Regions from separate parts of the Sus scrofa genome. Here region 2 is linked to region 1. A link is a contact called in public HiChIP or PLAC-seq data. All regions are on one chromosome and are shown on one strand. Each heading gives the region's core, a stretch centred on a gene start, on an enhancer-like site or on the middle of the called end of the contact. The rest is flanking DNA. Distances are from core to core; before and after follow the strand shown. Region 1 holds the start of IFI30 (IFI30, lysosomal thiol reductase). Region 2 overlaps MAST3 (microtubule-associated serine/threonine-protein kinase 3).

What was found. HiChIP or PLAC-seq counts read pairs in DNA pulled down with a chosen protein or histone mark.
Region 2: an H3K27ac HiChIP or PLAC-seq map of alveolar macrophages shows a contact between it and region 1. The contact joins the enhancer-like site here to the promoter of IFI30 in region 1. A contact is called at or near these places in 9 of 47 Hi-C or Micro-C datasets (blood, brain, embryonic fibroblasts and 5 more) and 2 of 2 datasets of contacts at active chromatin or transcription factors (alveolar macrophages and skeletal muscle).

Annotation. Positions count from the first base shown.
Region 1 is chr2:59,632,109-59,636,513 of Sscrofa11.1, reverse strand. It overlaps IFI30 (IFI30, lysosomal thiol reductase), which reads left to right and starts at 2,800. Exons shown (of 7, transcript NM_001131046.1): 1 at 2,800-2,985; 2 at 3,977-4,159; 3 at 4,253-4,327. The coding sequence starts at 2,866. LOC106507303 (a long non-coding RNA gene) reads right to left here and starts at 3,739. Exons shown (of 2, transcript XR_002341594.1): 1 at 3,340-3,739; 2 at 993-2,978. It overlaps LOC106507302 (a long non-coding RNA gene), which reads right to left and starts at 419. Exons shown (of 3, transcript XR_001303188.2): 1 at 215-419.
Region 2 is chr2:59,670,778-59,675,133 of Sscrofa11.1, reverse strand. MAST3 (microtubule-associated serine/threonine-protein kinase 3) reads left to right here. Exons shown (of 28, transcript XM_021083495.1): 14 at 1,083-1,291; 15 at 1,939-2,077. Among named protein-coding and RNA genes, the nearest start is that of PIK3R2, 21 kb to the right of the region's middle. Within about 2 kb of position 2,148, at least 20 of the 83 cell types and tissues checked have an H3K27ac peak or open chromatin away from gene starts, as enhancers often do. A contact at or near this core is called in alveolar macrophages, where this site is marked.

The sequences.
Region 1 (4,405 bases), core at 1,551-4,050:
GGGATGGAGGGATGAGGCTGCCTCTGCCTCATCTCTTGTGATTCGCTCTCACAAGGACAGGAGCTGCTTCCCTTGGCCTCAGAGCTCTGAACTCTCCCAAGCACTGACCCCACTGAGTGGCCAGTCAGGAGGCACCATAAATAACTCCAACCTGGACTCTGCCCACCCCGCCCCTTCACCCACCATGTGGGTGAACATGCAGTACAAAGCTTACCTTCTTAGTCCTGTAGCCCAGCCTGGGGACCAAAGAGAACAGTCAGCCCACACAGCCTTAAGCTGGTACCCGCACTCAACCGTGTTTCCTCCCTTCTCTGCTCCTCAGTTTCCTCTTAACCAGAGTTCCTGTTATGTCTCAGTGGGTTAAGAATACAACCTAGTGGATTTCCTGCTGCGGCGCAGCAGAAGTGAATCCAACTAGTATCCATGAGAATGCAGGCTCGATCCCTGATCTCGCTCAGTGGGTTAAAGATCTGGCATTGCCAGGAGCTGTGGTGTAGGTCGCAGATGTGGCTCAGAACCCACATGGCTCTGGCTGTGGCGTAGGCTGGCAGCTGTAGCTCTGATTCAACCCCTTAGCATGGGAACTTCCATATGCTGAGGGTGCAGCCCTAAAAAAGCAAAAAAAAAGGTCCACAACATAGTGTCCTTGAGGATGCAGGTTTGATCCCTGTCCTTGCTCAGTGGGTTAAGGATCTGGCATTGCCGCAGTTGCAGCATAGGTCTCAGATCCAGTATTGCCGTGGCTGTGGTGCAGGCCGGCAGCTGCAGCTCCGATTTGATCCTTAGCCTGGAAATTTCCGTATGCCACAGGTGCGGCTGTAAAAAATAAATAAATAAATAACAATGTTTAAAAAAAATTTTTCCTCTTACCAAGTTGGGTCAATAGTTGCTTACCCCCACCTCCAATGGCTATCTCTGAGGGTTCCATGATCAAATGTGTGAGGTTTATGAATTCCTGCTATAGGGCTGGGGCTTAATAACCACTGGGAAAATCGTAGCAATTCTGTTTATTGTTATTTTTTCTGTCCTGCCCAGTACAGCATGGAGCGCCCACTAGTTGCCCCAAGCGGGGTTACTTAGTCTTGCAGAAGCTTCTACAAAGGAAATGGGTTTTGTGAATGGCTCCAAAAGGTCAGATGGGGGATTGTCCAGCTATTGGGGACTTCAGGGGAACCCCAGCTTCCATGAATGTGGCCATGCAGGCTGGGGTTTCCCCAGAACTGGAAGGGACCAGGCTAGGGAGGCTGGGGGACTGGGCTGTTTTCTGGGCCAGGGATGGGTGTTTCCTCCCGTGCAATCCAGACCCTTGTCCCGTCAAGGCCCTACAAAGTCTGAATGTCTCAGTTACTTCCCTGACACTCCCAGCCTTCTCGCCTTTATCTGGACTGTTTTTTTTTTGTTTGTTTTTTTTTTAATCTTTTTGTCTTTTTGCCATTTCTGGGGCTGCACCCACGGCATATGGAAGTTCCCAGGCTAGGGGTCTAATCGGAGCTGTAGCTGCCGGCCTGCGCCAGAGCCACAGCAACACCAGATCCAAGCCAGGTCTGCGACCTACACCACAGCTCATGGCAACGCTGGATCCTTAACCCACTGAGCAAGGCCAGGGATCGAATCCGCAACCTCATGGTTCCTAGTTGGATTTGTTAACCACTGAGCCACGATGGGAACTCCTATCTGGGCCATTCTTTCCTCCCTCCCACACTGCTGTCCTGTCCACACCTTCCCAGGCTTACAAACCCAGATGTGCCACCTCTACCCGCAGCCTGGGGCAACTCTCCCTCTGGTAGCTTTATTTCCCAAACCTCACTTCTCCCATTTTACAGAAGGGGAAGTTGAGGCTCCACCACTTGAGGTGCCCAGCACAGTCCCAGGGCAAACCTGGCTCTGGCTGATTCCTGCCATCCTGGGTCTTCCACGGGCTGATCCCTCACCCCCACCCCATGTACACACTATAGGCTTTCAGTTATGACTGCTCCGACTCGGCTTCTCCTCCAGCAAGGGAGCTGGCTGAAAGGAGGGATGGCCTGCTCTCCCCAAGCCCTGGAGGATAGAAAGAAGAAATGCCAGATTTTTTTCTCTCCCACCCCCAAGCCAGGAGTGGGGGACCAAGAGAAGGGAGGTGCCCCTCCCTGCTCTGGCTTCTGCTTTCTGGCCCAGCTGTGGCCAAGCCTGAGTCAGCCTCACGGGACCACGCTGTTGGATCTGGAGCTTCAGGGCTGGGGAGCCTGAGAGGGGGAGGGGGAGAAAGTTGGGAAGAAGGGTCCTGGGCCAGGCTAGAGGGAGGGAACGGGGATGCGGCAGCCCCTGCCCACTCTCAGGCAGAGGATCGGCCACCCCCACCCACATCAGAGCACAGGGTGGGAAGGCAGGGTCTCTGGGCTAGGGAGGCGGGGCGGGGCTAGGTCAACCTGGCCGCCCCCAAGAGGGATCCCTGGGCCCAGAGTGGCCCTCCTAACTCTCGGTCTTGCTGTGTCTCTGTCTCTAAGCCCCCACCTCACCTCTGCTCAAGATGCTCAAGCCTCACACGGCTGGTCGGGGCTGATTGCGGGAAAGGGACGGGGGAGATCGAAGAGCAGCTCATGGTCCATGCGACTGGGGGCCCAGCACCTGGTGGGGGTGGGGGTAGGGTGGAGCTCAGGTGGAAAAGGTACACCCAGAGAGGGAGAGAGAGGAGAGAAGAAAGAGAGAAAGAGAAAGAAGGAAAGAGAGAGAGAAGTCGAGATGCTTAGAGACGCCGCCCGGGCCCCCGAGGGGCGTGGGCACCAGGGGGCGGGTTCGGCAGGGGGGCTGGGCCACCGCCGGCTTAAAGGCGGCTCTTTCCCGGGGCAGCTGCTTCTGCCGTCGTACGTTGGCCCCTCCGTCGTGATGGCCTCGTCGCCTCTCCTGCCGTTCCTGCCTCTGCTGCTGCTGCTGCTGCTGGAGGTCCCCGCGGCAGCGCCGGCGTCCCCGCTGCAGTCACTCCTCCAGGGGGCGGCCCCCTGCAAGGTAGGGACGGCTACTCGGCGGGAGGGACAGCGGGGACTGGCGCCCCAGTAGGGGGCCGGCGGCTCCTCCCCTCTCCCCAGACTTCGGCGGAGTCGACCGGGCTCGGGAAGGTGCTTCTCGGATCGGTACTGACCCCCTCAAAAAACACCCCGCCTCGCTGGTCACACTTTCCTTTCTCTTTCGCTTCCTTCTGAAATCTGAGTCGCTCAGCTATCCCCCACCCATCCCCCCGCAATTCCCCCACCCACCCCCCGCAATTCCCCCACCCCATCCCAGGGTGCATTGAGCACCTACTGTGTACCTCTGGAGCGGGAATCAGAATCTCTCTTTCAGCCCAGGGGAAGCCCGGATTACCTAAGCGCCCACCCGCATTCGTCAGGGGCTCCCGGGAGGAGCTCGCGTGTTTCTGGTGCGGAGGAAGCAGATGCCCCGGAGTCTGAGCGACTTGCTCACAGACGCGGGCGACCGCCACCCCTCAGCTGTAGCCGGAAGTCAGCACCTATTAGGCGCCGCCTCTGCAGTAGCCTTGGGAGGGGTTCAGTGAGCCCGCTGAGAGGAAGAATTTAAAAAGGAGTCAGCGCGGGTATAGACGCTCGCTCAGCTCCCGGCCAGGGCTCTGGGGATGAAGTGACAAATGAGCATGCTTTCGCGGTACGCACCGCTCAGAAGGCAGGATTGACGGCAGGGATCAGAAGTGAGCATGCCTTGAATTCTTACTGCTTGCAGTCCCCCCGCGTGGGGAGTTTCACCTAACCTGGAGGAAAGCAAGACTTGTGCATACATGAACTGCCTACTGTTTTCGAATCTTTTTCACATCCATTTTGCAGACAGACTGAGATTTAGGAAGATTTAGGGATGCTGTGAAGCCTTTAAGTCAGGATTCCATCTGGCAAGGTCTGGAAGGAGTGTATCACTTCCTGTTTGCAGCTCTTTTTCTGCAAGAGAACCAAGCAGGACTTCGTTTGATTTCACACCCCTTTCTCCCACGCAGGCCGGTGAGCCATGCCTGCAGAGACCCGTGGGGAAGTCTGACCCTCCACCTGTCAACGTGAACCTCTACTATGAGTCGCTGTGCAATGGCTGCCGGTACTTCCTAGTCCGAGAGCTCTTCCCCACGTGGCTGATGGTCTGGGAAATCCTCAATGTCACACTGGTACCCTATGGAAACGCCCAGGTGTGTGGGCACCAGGGAAACTGGGGGCACTCGGCCAGGGGAAGGGAATGCGGCTGGTGGGGGGCAGCCAGCATTTACCCCATTGCCTTTCAGGAACGAAATGTCAGCGGCAGGTGGGAATTTACGTGCCAGCACGGCGAGCAGGAGTGCAAGATGAACAAGGTGGAGGTGAGCAGCCCCAGAGTTCCCGAGTGGGGGGCATAGAGGCTGAGGAGTCTACTGGTGATAAGGAAGGTGAAATCAAGA
Region 2 (4,356 bases), core at 899-3,398, 39 kb before region 1:
GTCCCCTGTGGACCCATTTCTCAGATGCACAGAGAGCTGAAGCCCATGCGGGCCCTGAGGGTGCAGACAAGGAAAGTGAGGCCTGCAGAGAGAAGTGGAGACACCCGGCAGCAGACACCCAGGGCATGGCCTTGGAAGGGTTTGTCCATGATCTCGACCCTTACTTGCCCCAGAGGTAGGAGGTTCTAGAAATTTGGGGACTGATCAAGGAAAAAGGTGGCCACTGGATGGCAATAGCAGGCAGTGAGCATTGTTTAAGTACCACTTTGACAGATTTGCATTGGGGGGAGGGGGGAGGAGAGGGGAATCCCTTACAGCATAAGACCACGAGGGTGGTGAGGAGTTCCCTTCGTGGCATAGTGGAAACGAATCCAACTAGGAACCATGAGGTTGCGGGTTTGCTCCCTGGCCTCACTCAGTGGGTTAAGGATCCGGTATTGCCATGATCTGTGGTGTAGGTCGCAGATGCAACTCAGATCTGATGTTGCTGTGGCTGCGGCATAGGCTGGCAGCTGTAGCTCCAATTTGACCTCTAGCCTGGGACCTCCATATGCCCGGGTGTGGCCCTAAAAAGCAAAAAAAAAAAAGAAAGAAAGAAAAAGACAGAGACCATGGGGTGTGAGGGGATTGTGGAGGAGGCTTTTGTGTCAGCTGTACAGTGGGGATTCTTTGGGGCTGAGAGTTTGAGCAGCTTTGGGTCTTTATAGCCCCAGCGTTTATCTTATCTGCAGAGTATGCAAACCCTCAGGCTCTAAATGGCTAAAACTCTGCTTGTTTGAGCTATATTTAAAGCAATTTGAGTTCGAGCCAGAGGAGCTTTTGAGCTAATGGGTCTCAGCCAGCTGTGAAGAAATAACCTAGGGGACATCTTTGGCTCTTTATATGATACCAGGGAGGGTGGCTTAAGGCTTAAATCCAGGGGCTGGCTGCTTTGGGAGAAGGGCTAGGTAAGGAGAACAGGTGCCCTGGGTGGATGGCGCAGCACAGGCAGAGGCACAGGAGCTTGGGTTCTGGGTCCAGATCAGATCCCGGTGCTTGCCGGGCCCTGGATCTCCGGCTTCAAGGAGCCTGGCCCCCTCCAGGGCTGTCTACCTGGTGCGGCACCGGGACACCAGGCAGCGCTTCGCCATCAAGAAGATCAACAAGCAGAACCTGATCCTGCGCAACCAGATCCAGCAGGTCTTCGTGGAGCGCGACATCCTCACCTTTGCCGAGAATCCCTTTGTGGTCAGCATGTTCTGCTCCTTTGAGACCCGGCGCCACTTATGCATGGTCATGGAGTATGTGGAAGGTGCGGTCACTGGGGGCTTACATGCCTCCAGCAATGGAGAGCTCATCCCTTATCCAGGAAAAAGTCCCTCCTTTGACCAAGCTAGGGGCTGCTGGGGTCCTCCATGGGGTCCCAGCCTGCCGGGGGGGGCCTCAGTCTGTGGTGGGGGAGCTAGCCTGGGGGGACTGGAGCTGGGGGAGCCCAAAGAGTGCTCTAGGGGCAGGATGGACAGCCCAGGCAGAGGGGACTGGTAGGTAGAGGCTTGGAGGCTAGCATAAAAGCAGGCTAGGGAGGGAGGTACCGGTGGGAAGGGCCAGGTTGGGCTGGGGGCCAGGGTGAGGAGTTGTGGGATCGCATTTGTAGTTCAGGAAAGAGAAGAGCCTTCAGGTAAGTGTAGGGATGTTCATTTACCCAGGTGCTTCCAGGTAAGGAGAGGGAGGAGGCACTTAGGAGGCACCAGCTGTGTGCAGCGGGAGGGACTGTTTGCTTACAAAAGCTGCTGCCCTGCCAGGAGGAAATCAGAAGGCAGGGTGTGCCCACCCTCCCGCTCCCAGTTCCTGATTCAGGACAGATTGGGGCTGCTTTGCAGGAGGTCGGGAGGTCATGCAGGCACAGGTCTTGGGCACGCACAGCCAAGGGTCTCTCTAAGCACATCCGCCTCTCTGCAGGTGGGGACTGTGCCACCCTCCTAAAGAACATGGGCCCGCTGCCCGTGGACATGGCCCGCATGTACTTTGCGGAGACGGTGCTGGCGCTGGAGTACCTGCATAACTACGGGATTGTGCACCGGGACCTCAAGCCTGACAAGTGAGCCTCGCGGGGCGGGGCCTTGGGGGCGGGGCTCAGAGTGGCCTGGGGGCGGGGCCTCTGCGTGGGCCAGGAGCTGCTCAGGAGCACCCTCATCTGGATTCTGCTGGCATCTCGGGGCCCTTGCTGACTGAAGGCAAGGATCTTGGCAATGTTGAGCACCTGTTGTGTACAGAGGAAAGTAGGTACTTAGAGGCGCCTGCTATGTGCAGGGAAAGGACAGTGCACTTATGGAGGCGCTGCCAGGCAAAGAGGATGCACAGACTGGACGAGGGAGGGGACCAGGCACTCAGAGAGCTGCTGCCACACAAGGGAAGTGAACATGCACTTATGAGACAGCAGCTTTGGAAAAATTGATATGTGAGGAAAGGGACTATGCATGCCCTGAGCACCTACTATGTATTAGTGCAGGGAAGAAGGAGGGTGTTGGGATGTTTATTTCATCCTAGCATCTAGTAAGCACCTACTGGGTGCATGTCCTCTGTGGGTGGGTGGAAAACACAAGTGTGAGTTGAATAATCCCTCATGCTTTGTAACCCCTACATAATTTTCAAAGTACTCGCCCCGTGCATTAATTGAGCACCTACTGTGTACAGAGAATAGGCCCGCTCTTATATCAAGTCCTTCTGGATACCAGGCAAGAAGTGCGAGTTTCTCAGGTACTTGCCATGTGGAGGTATGGACATAAGCATTGAGTCTGCATGTTTTTGGGCATCTTGTAGTTTACAAGCGGCTGAGAAATCAAAGCACATTCATTTGGCATCTACTGTATACCTGAGCCTGTGCTCACCTTTTTTTTTTTTTTTTTTGGTTTTTTTCTAGGGCCACACCCACGGCATGTGGAGGTTCCCAGGCTAGGGATCTAATTGGCGCTGTAGCCACCAGCCTACGCCAGAGCCACAGCAACATGGCATCCAAGCCACGTCTGCAACTTACACCACAGCTCACGGCAACGCCGGATCCCCAACCGACTGAGCAAGGTCAGGGATCGAACCCTCAACCTCATGGTTCCTAGTCAGATTCATTAGCCACTGAGCCAGGCAGGAACTCCTGTACTCACCATTTTAAGGAACCTAGACAGTGGTAAAACTAACTCCTCACATACTGATGACCCTTTTGAGATTAAAAGTGCATTTTTTTTGCCACACCCTTGACATATGGAAATTCTCAGGCCAGGGATCAAATCTGAGCCGCAACTGTGAGCCACGCCACAGCTGTAGCAATGCCAAATCCTTGACCCACTTCTCTGGGCTGGGGATGGAATCTCTGCCTCAGCAGTGACCCAAACTGCTGCAGAGACAACACCAGATCCTTAACCCACTGCCCAACAGCAGGAACTCCTATAAAGCACTTTTTTTTTTTTTTTTTTAAGGGCTGCACCCTTAGCATATGGAGGTTCCCAGGCTAGGGATCCAGTTGGAGCCATAGCTGCCAGCCTATGCCACAGCCACAGCAACGCAGGATCCAAGCTGCATCTGCAACCTACACCACAGCTCACAGCAACGCCAGATCCTTAACCCACTCAGTGAGGCCAGGAATCCCCTCAACCGCATGGTTCCTAGTCAGATTCGTTTCCACTGTGCCACGATAGGAACTCCAAGCACATTTTGTAACTGTTATGTATTATTGGGTACCAGCTATATAAAGGTGATCAGATCAACAGTTACTAGGCAATGACTGTGTGTCAGGACCCAAATATTTCAACTGTCCTTATTTATAAAGTTTTTATTTTGAGATCAGCATCCATTGAGCACACTGTGTGCCAGGGACAGGTGTCCATTTCTCTGATAGAGGTGTTTGCCATGTGGAGGTATGAACATAAACCTTAAGAGCCCAGCATGGGAGTTCCCATTGTGGCTGAGTGGAATTGAATCTGACTAGTATCCATGAGGATGCAGGTTCGATCCTTGGCCACTCTTAGTGGGTTAAGGATCCGGTGTTGCTGTGAGCTGTGGTATAGGTTGCAGACGTGGCTCGGATCTGGTGTCGCTGTGCCTGTGGAATCACAGCTGCAGCTCTGATTCAACCCCTAGCCTGGGAACCTCCATACGTCATGGGTGTGGCCCTAAAAGACCAAAAAAAAGAGCCCAGCATGCTTTCAGGGTATCTTGTAGTTTGCACGTGGCTGAGAAAACAAAGCAGATGTATAGTTGTCATCCACTGTATCAAAGTACCACAGACCAGGGGGCTTAAACAGAAACTTATTCTCACAGTTCTGGAGGCCAGAAGTTCAAGATCAAGGTGTTGGTAGGGCCTCTGTGCTTGACGCTCTAAGGCTG